3 separate regions of the Zea mays genome follow, and all the other regions are linked to region 1. The links are chromatin contacts, called in public Hi-C maps. All regions are on one chromosome and are shown on one strand. The core of a region is the stretch at or near the end of the contact, and the rest is flanking DNA. Distances in the headings are between cores, read along the strand shown. Region 1 holds the start of LOC100277217. Region 2 holds the start of LOC100282758 (alpha-L-fucosidase 2). Region 3 holds the start of LOC542067 (DNA methyl transferase 4).

Region 1 (2,766 bases), core at 38-2,537:
CAATCCCGCTGCCGTTCAGGGTCTACCTCCATCGGCCTCGCCGCTGGGTGCTCCACCCTAGCATGCTTCCTCAGCTCCTGGTAGGCACCCCTGAACTCGCACGACTCCATGGTGCAGGACCGGACCTTGGTGTTCATGTACCTCCGTGCGTCGTAGTCCTTGATGCAGTCGCTGACTGGCCCACGGCACAGCGGGCACGAGAGCTGGACCTGCTGCTGGCACTCGCTGCACTCTGTCCCTGAATCCTTGGAGGAGTCCTTGGAGGCCTTCCGGTACTGGTCATAGCAATTGGAGTGCCGCGAGCTGGTGTCGCACATGAAGGGGCGGCAGCCCTTCTCGTGCGACGAGCAGACCAGCAGGACAGCGTTGTGCGGGTGGTCCATGCAGACCGAGCACCGAACATCCTCCCACTCTGCAGCTTGCTTCGCTGCCGCGGCCGCAGGAGACTCTTGTGACCGGCGTGAAGAACTGCTCTGTCCATGAGACGCTGACAAGTATGGGGAGGCACGAGCCCGGCGGCTCTCGTGAGAGGAAACGCGGGAGCTCCTGTCCTTAGGCATAGTTATCTCAAGTCAGTGAGATGCAAGGCTTATTTTTTTGTGAATCCAAAGCAAAGCAGCATAGACAGACAGAACACAGATGCAAGGTTGGTTTCTTTACTCCAAACTCTGAAAAGGAAATCAGAATAGCAAGCAAAACAAAAAAAAAGTCTTAATCAGATCGCAAGCAACAGCGTTCTGTATCCTCCATACATATAACATATATACATATATGAACACGGATCAAACAGGCCTGGCCTAAACCGACTTCACGTTCTGCGGGAATGGAAATTCACCCACAGTTCAAAACGAAAGCAAACTCTGGTTTAAACAGTAAGACTCCGATTTAGGAATCATGCCTCTAGAAGGCGCAAAATCCGTAGTATCAGGTCGTGCACAGCAGGAGCCCTTAGCTAGTCCGGATCAGGACTCCTCAAACAGTTGCGGTATAATCTGTAGGTGGAGGAACTCCACATCTGAGAAGAAGGGCCCCAGCAGCAGCCCGGAGCGAATCGGGTGGGGTCAACGCCGGCGGCGCTCAGATCGGCGCCGGCGGCGAAACCGCGCGGCCGCTTGGACCCGACGCCGGCGACACGGACCAGGAGGAGGGAGGTTTTACCGTTTCCAACGGGAGCCGGCGGCGGCGGCGGCAGGCGGACTTAGGATTCGGTCCGGGTCGCGCCGGGTAGACGCCAATCCAGGGGACGAACGGGGAAAAAGGAGGAGGAAACGATGCGGGACGAAGGGTCAGGTTGGGTGGTGGCTCGGGCTCGCTCCAGTTTATAGGTGGGCGTGACGTGGACGGTGACGTGGTTGGCTAGAGTTCTCCATTCGCTAGTCCCTCGTCTAGGCGGCTCCGGCTCGGCTCCCCGTGGTCCTTGTCGGCGACGGTGCCGCCTCGCGTGAACCAACTTCACTGTGGGCCGGCGATCTGGGCCCCGTCTGTCGGCGTCCTCATCCCGTCCCGGGTTGTGTGGTGAGGCCGGGCCCGCGTCCGCAGTGTCTGTGAGGATGACGGGTAGGCCCCGCGAGTGGGCGTCGGTTTACGAATGGATGCATCACGAAGCGATGGGTGAGGAGGGAGGTGACCGACCGACGAGGGAGGACCTGGACAGGATGTGCCACTTCAGCGGCGTGGGTGTGAGTAGGACCTGCCTCCGCCGTCTGCTACTGCGGTGGGAAAGGTAAAGCTGGAGGGCGTGCGCTGGCTACGCGTCCCAATCGCAGGACCAGAAAGTATCAAGTTGTCAATGGCAGGTGGGTCCCTGACGTTCTTATTACGTGGGCCCGTGATGTCCTTATGCATGCGGGCCCGGATGGCCGGATAGACACAGTGGGTGGGCTGCGCCGCGATGTGTACCGTGTACGCGCGTCGTGGGTGATTGCGCGTGGGAGAATTGAGTGGGCGGGGAATAATTTCTTGTGGGCCCGGGAAACCAGTGGCACTACTGTACGGAGTACTGTGGCTTGGTGCTTTCTGGGACTGGAGGTGCATGGAAACGGGTGCCGGGTCTGTGTGCACGGCTCTATATGGCATCTCTTCTGTCTTCTCCCTCGTCCTCTGCGCACCACGGCACCAGGAAACGCCATCTGCCGCACACCACACTACCGCTGGTACTCGTACTCTCGGAGTTGGATGAGATTTCAAAATTCGAACGCGCCGTAGCTCAATACCACAGCGGCATGGCGGCAATACTGCTGCCTCATTTACTATTACCTCCTCCATTTTTACGGTGTTTTACTGCTCATGATTATACATGCTATTTATTTAAGCCATTATTTTGTTCTATATCAAACCAACAGTACAACCGAGAGAATCCTTAGTCAAAATACAGTACCAAATATGCTGAAGTTAATTTGATTGAATTATTTTCCGAGGGCTAGCGATGCTATAACAGTTGCAATGGCTAAATATGATCTATATAGACATGTTTGCTTCAACTTCTGATTAAATTCTTACCATAAGGACCGGCTTCTGGTATCCAAACGTTTCCTAAAAATTGCCTAAATCAATGTTGTCGGAGGGTAAATCTCTCCAGCCGGGTGGCAGATTGCACCCGCTCTAATTCCTAAAATGAGGAGGGTCCTAAGCGTCTTGCTTGTTACGAGGTTGGTGGATGAACACACGAGAGCACACGAGGATTTAGAGTGGTTCGGTCTGCCAGGACGTAACACCCCACTCCACTTTGTAATGTATTGTGAGTTTGAGCCTGGATCTGTCTTGTAA
Region 2 (3,074 bases), core at 526-3,025, 140 kb after region 1:
ATTAATTTATTGTTGTTTGGATTGATTCTATATAAAACCGAGTAATTCTAAAAATGAAAAAATTATGTTTAAATGTGGAATCATTTGACTTCTCAGAATCTTCCAAATCTTCAAAACCAATCGCTACCTAGGAGGAGCTGATTAGAGCCTATCAAACAACCTAACTACAGTGTTGTAGACTCCACAAAGTGTTTAGAGCTATAGTACAATTTTTTGGAGTACTCCTTTACTGCTATGAAAACTTTAAAAAATAATCTAGATATGGAGTTTAGAGTTATTTACCCGACACTACAATCGTTTATGAAAAAGGAATCTAAACTCTAGAATAGAGCTGCTACACTTAGAGTTTTGGAGAAGATCTGCTCTGAAGTGAAGCAGAGTCATGTCAAAACATGCCCTCACTATGACCTATTTGGGATAGCTTATTTAAACAGTTTTCTGAGAATATAGATTCATGAATGCTCGGACTGTTTGGACTGGCTTAAAATTTGACATTCCATCATTTTTAAGTCAATCTTAAATTCTTGGGGTGAAGTATAGAAAAATGATTTTATATATCAACGAAATATGTTTCTACTCGGTAACTTATAAGATGTTGTTCGTTTCACTCCTCTATAGTAAAAAATATAACAAATAAATATTTTCTACATATTGCTAATAATAATATACAAATATATTTCGTATATAATCATAATACCTTAAGGGCCCGTTTGTTTCGTTGGAATAAAATTCCATTTTAATAATTATAATTTAGACAAAACTAATTAAGTTCATATATTTATATATGTAATATATTTGTATATTATCCTAAATCATATGAGAAAAATAGTTATATACTACATTTATGTTATAACGAAGCAATTAGGAGAGTGTGCTATAAGTTGTACATCGGAAAAGTAGCATGTAAATCTATAGAATCAATTTCCATATCTCACTCCATGAATTTGAGATAGTCTTATATGATAACTTTGGAAAGTGGTGGAATGTTACATTCTAAAAAAATAGTCTATTCCATTAACAAGATTTCAATTCCTCAAAATAAAAGGAAACAAACGGGGCTTAATTGATATTTGCTTAAATTACTATTATTAGAATGTTAAGCAGGGCGTTATAAAAATCTGTATATAGAAAAATCTCCACGGTTTAGTATTTAGCAACCGGCAAAATCATCCCGTCACAACCACAAATTCTGAATTCACGTTAATTTGGACTACTCTCACGGAAGTCGTGCATGACGTCGCGTGGCAACAGAAAACGGAAAGAACAGACACAAAAATGCCGCGGCAGAAAGTGCCAGCGCGAGGGCGGAGAACCAGACCGAGCCGAGACGAAAAAGAAAATAAGATGACAGCTGAGCCGAATAAACCAAATTCAAACAAAAAAAAACGAGTCGGGAACGTATATGGTGCAAATCAACTCCTCCGTGTAACCGTTTAAATTTCTAATCTGATTCACATGATGGTGATCCAAAGGGACATACGCGAAATGAGAGTGGGGATTTGAAAAAATGTGATTAGTAACGGGCAGTTAAGTGTAAAATTATGTACGCCCCTAGATCCTTTGGATTAATATAATGTGGTTTAGATTAGAAGTTACACGGAGGGATTGATTTACACCAGTATATTCCCTAATTAAATAGAAACTCCGTAAAAATGAAAAAGAAAACGTTTTCCGAGCGAATTTGAAAAAGCGTGTGGATGGCTCCGCCGTCCACTCATTTTAAAAACCGCTGCCCCTCCGCCTTCGTCTTCCTTCCTCGTCCGTTCCGGCGTCCTCTCTCCCCCACCCCATGCCAACGCCCACCCCGCCGTCTCCGTCCCCGTCTCCCTCTTCTGGAACTTGCCCTCTGCTCCGGATCGGCGCGGGCCGTCGTTTTGCCATGGCATTTCCATCTTGGGCGACTCTGTTCTTCGCCGGGATGATGGTGGTGTTGGCAGCGGTGGAAGCGGAAGCGGAAGCTGGAGGAGGGAGCGTCTGCTTCGACCGGATGTTCGGTTTCGGGGACTCGCTCACGGATACTGGCAACTTCCTGCTCTCCGTGCCTGACGACTTCCCGGACCCCGCGCGGAACCTCCCCTACGGCCAGACCTTCTTCGGCCGCCCCTCCGGCCGCTATTCCGACGGCCGCAACCTGCTCGACTTCTTCGGTATCCTCCGCCTCTGTTGTTCATCCTTCTCCTCGACTTGCGTGTTCGTTATCGGCGCTTGATGCTCGTCCTCACCTTCGTCCTGATTAATGGGGATGGAATCTCCAGGATTTCTTTGTGCGAATTCAAACTTTACTACTACTCCATGGATTTTATCTCTACGGTAACATTAAGATTTCGTAGAAATATACTGTAGTTCTGGTGTCAATTCTGTCTACTTAGATTAATAATTATCTTCCTCTTCGCTTCCTTTCGTGCCGCGTACTCGTCAACCCTATGATGCCAGGGGATGGGAGTCACTAGTCGTTTAATTTTTATACAAGCAATAGACTAGTCGTTTAAGGGCTTGTTCGGTTATTCCTATCCTATGTGGATTGGATGGGATTGGAAAAAATTGTGAAAGATTTTGACTTGTTTGGGATTGAAACCCATCCAATCCCACCCAATCCACATGGATTGAGAGCAAAACGAACAGGCCCTTAGGAGGCGCCGCCAGTGCCGTGGTGGTGAGGAGAATATAGTGTGGCCAGTTATGCTATTTTCTTTTGGCCCCTGTCTCCAGCGAGAGCATGTTCCCCCTACTGAGATTGGGAATTTGTTAACCGTGGCGTTTACATAAAAAACATGCATTGTAAATTTGTAATTGCTGTTGGAAACGTCCATGTGGGGGTCAATGAAATGTTCTCTAATCATATACGATAACATGATCGGTTTCAGAATTCATGAACTATAAGCAGCTGCAACCATCTCTCTGCCTTTTTTTAATATTATGGGTGTGCGTGCTTGGGTCTTCTGGACCTCCTCTGGAGGAGCCCGTCTCCTTTTTCTACTGAAAAATGGCTCGCCAATTTAGACCTCCTTCTGCAGAGCTTCACTCCATGATTCTCTAGCTCCAAGAGCTAATTCTCCAATAGAGTAATTCCAAAT
Region 3 (3,111 bases), core at 453-2,952, 190 kb before region 1:
TCATATGTACAGGAAGGGGGCAACAACCCTACACTGGGCTGCACGTCTTGTTGCTTGCGAGCCCACTGGAGAATTCATGCTAAGAGAAATTCCACAACTAAGAACCCCAAGCACCCTAAGGAGGGTGTATACGTTGTGCTCTTTTGTGAAGGTCCAGATTTTCCTTCATCAGCCTGGCAACTCGGAAGGCAGTTGAATGACTGTTATCAAAGATCCTGCTGCTATGATCTTTACAAAGATTCCACATGGTGTAGATGGCTAAACCATTTAAGGCTCGCTTGAAATCTTTAGGGACCAAACTCAGGGTGATATCCCATCATTCCGCTATGATGCTGAAGTTTAGGTGTTGGGTGGCGTTGAACCCATTAAAGTGCTCCCAAGACGGAGAAATTTGGAATTGTGCCATTATAAAAAGTAGGCTTCGCTGGATTGCCATTAAATTTGTGGGTTTCGTTCAAGTGCCATTATCAATCAAGACGCATACGCTGAAATGCCTTTTGGATATTTATTAAAAATAAAAAACAATTTAATTGAGTTGGAGGGTGCAAGCTGACTCATTTACCCCGGTACAGAATCCATCTTGCTCTTTCGCTTGTTCTTTCTCTTCTCGCGTTCCTAGCGTTGATGGGCACGTAGGAGATATTCCACGTGAAGTAGCGGTAGGGGTCGTCGGCGCTGGCAAGTGACGCTGCTGCCACGGCGAGCAGCAAGAGGAATCAATGTCCACTGCAGCGACGTCACGAACGGCCACCAAGGTCCGCCAGCGACGAGTTCTCGAGTGCAACGATCTGATGTCTGCTGATGCCGTGACCCGTGAGCATGGTGGCCTTCTCCCATAGCACGGACGCCGACGCCATGAGCAGCTGCACCATTATGGAGACGCCAACGTGGACAAGTGCCATGAGCATGCTTCACTCATCTCTGCATAGCGCATCCAGCAGCTCACCCACGGCGGCGCCCACTGCTGCAGCGAAGCTAGCGGCGCCCACGACGACGCTGGTACGGAAGATGGCCTCAGGTCTGGTGCCCATCGCGCTGGAGTGCGACCGCACGAAGTGTCAAAGTGGTCGTAGTGGAGCGGAGCAGCGAAACGGAGAAGAGAAGGGCAAATGAGTCGCCCTCTCTAACCCGATTAAATTGGTTTTTCTTTTTGTTAAATAGCCAAAAGGCATTTCAGCGTATGTGTCTTGGTTGATAATGACATTTAGACGAAACCCACCAATTTGGTGGCAATCCAGCGAAGTTGGCAAAATTCCAAATTTCTCCCCATGAGGTGATTTTGTTCTAAACCGCTTGTGAAAAGGGAAGCAAGGCGGAGGTGGTAACCGGTCTCTCATACAGTAAGTAACACGTTTCTATCTCGGTTTGAGGACTGCTAAAGAGCAGATTTCGGGGTCAAAGTGGAGCGCACCTGGCAGGGGCGGTGGCCGAAGTTGTGCTCATAGACGTCATTGGCGACGTCGTTGATGTCGAAGGCTTCCACCACCTCCGCCCGCACGCCCGACGCCATCAGCGAGTACCTCTGCAAGCAAAAGGGGAAGGCGCCGAACCCTAGCCGCCGTTAGATTAGATGGATGACGGGACGAATCGGAGGAGAAAACAGGGTATCCCACAGTACCAGGCCTCCGATGCCGCTGTAGAACTCGAGCACTCTCCAAGGTGCCGGCGCCTCCATCGCCTCCGGCAGTCGCGCGGCCCGTGCTAGGCTGCAGCAACTGTTTGGAACCCCGGTTCCCTTATGTTGGCTGAGCCTGTGACTGTGACTCTGTGAGTCGGAGAGTTCTGAGAGTCAAATTACGGTCGCGGACTCACTGTCCGGTCCGCCTCCCGTGGAGACGGCAACGAATAAAATTTTCCTGCGGGGCATAAACATTTGCTCGACATGTTTTATTTATACAGTCAAGTCAACACAAGTTTGATAAAACAGTATAAATACAAAAAGGTAAATTTATGTTTTAGGATGAACTAGCACACTTAGAAGTTTGTGATTCTCTAAATATTATTTATCTCCATAGATTACATAATTTAATCCACTTATTTTAATGAGACACAAAAATTATACCAGGAATAGTGTCGGCGTTTCGAACCCGGGGTCCCTGGACCGACGAGTAAATTGTCGCCGCGTGCCCCAGCCCAGATGGGTCGGCGCGAGATGGAGCGCGAAGGGGGAAGAAGTCGGAGGGAGACAGGCGTGCAAAGGGAAAACCCGCGGCCTTCGTGTTTGTCCCGCGCCCAGGTCGGGTACGCTTGCAGTAGGGGGTTACAAGCGTCGACGCGGGAGGGAGCGAGCGGCCTTACGCGAGCGTCGTCCCGTCCTTCTCCGCGCGGCCAACCCTCTGTAAGAGGGCCCTGGACCTTCCTTTTATAGGCGTAAGGAGAGGGTCCAGGTGTACAATGGGGGGTGTAGCAGTGTGCTAACATGTCTAGCGGAGGAGAGCTAGTGCCCTAAGTACATGCCATCGTGGCAGCCGGAGAGGTTTTGGCACCCGATTCGTGTGGTGTCGTGGCCGTCGGAGGAGCGCTGGAGCCTGGCGGAAGGACAACTGTTGGGGTTGTCGAGTCCTTGCTGACGTCCTCTTGCTTCCGTAAGGGGGCTGAGAGCCGCCGTCGTCATAGAGCGTGTGGGGCGCCATCATTACTTGTTTAGCGGAGCGAGCCAGATGGGACGTCGGTCTTGTTCCCCGTAGCCTGAGTCAGCTTGGGGTAGGGTAATGATGGCGCCTCCTGTGATGTGGTCGGTCCGAGCCCTGGGTTGGGCGAGGTGGAGGCTCCTCCGAGGTCGAGGTTGAGTCTGTCTTCCAAGGCCGAGGTCGAGTCCGAGCCCCTAGGTCGGGCGAGGCGGAGACCGTCGGCTGAGGCCAGGGCTGAGTCCGAGCCCTGGGATCGGGCGAAGCGGAGTGCGTCGTCTTCCGGGGCTGAGCCCGAGTCCGAGCCCCTGGGTCGGGCGAGGCGGAGACCGTCGGCTGAGGCTAGGGCTGAGTCCGAGCCCTGGGGTCGGGCGAAGTGGAGTTCGTCGTCTTCCGGGGCCGAGCCCGAGTCCGAGCCCTGGGGTCGGGCGAAGCGGAGTTCGTCGTCTTCCGGGGCTGAGCCCGAGTCAGAGCTCTGGGGTCG

Evidence for each region. A called contact is a pair of places that touch in the nucleus more often than the background predicts.
Region 2: a contact with region 1 is called in a Hi-C map of leaf, with 5 times the contacts expected there. The contact joins the promoter of LOC100282758 here to the promoter of LOC100277217 in region 1. A contact is called at or near these places in 12 of 25 Hi-C or Micro-C datasets (bundle sheath, ear, endosperm and 5 more) and 2 of 3 datasets of contacts at active chromatin or transcription factors (leaf and seedling).
Region 3: a contact with region 1 is called in a Hi-C map of tassel, with 2.6 times the contacts expected there. The contact joins the promoter of LOC542067 here to the promoter of LOC100277217 in region 1. A contact is called at or near these places in 4 of 25 Hi-C or Micro-C datasets (bundle sheath, ear, leaf and 1 more).

What each region holds. Positions count from the first base shown.
Region 1 is chr8:146,583,010-146,585,775 of Zm-B73-REFERENCE-NAM-5.0, forward strand. It overlaps LOC100277217, which reads right to left and starts at 1,288. Exons shown (of 2, transcript NM_001150850.2): 1 at 1,159-1,288; 2 at 1-668. The coding sequence starts at 560.
Region 2 is chr8:146,723,262-146,726,335 of Zm-B73-REFERENCE-NAM-5.0, forward strand. LOC100282758 (alpha-L-fucosidase 2) reads left to right here and starts at 1,776. Exons shown (of 5, transcript NM_001364362.1): 1 at 1,776-2,147. The coding sequence starts at 1,790.
Region 3 is chr8:146,391,777-146,394,887 of Zm-B73-REFERENCE-NAM-5.0, forward strand. LOC542067 (DNA methyl transferase 4) reads right to left here and starts at 1,703. Exons shown (of 12, transcript NM_001111703.1): 1 at 1,619-1,703; 2 at 1,412-1,522. The coding sequence starts at 1,675.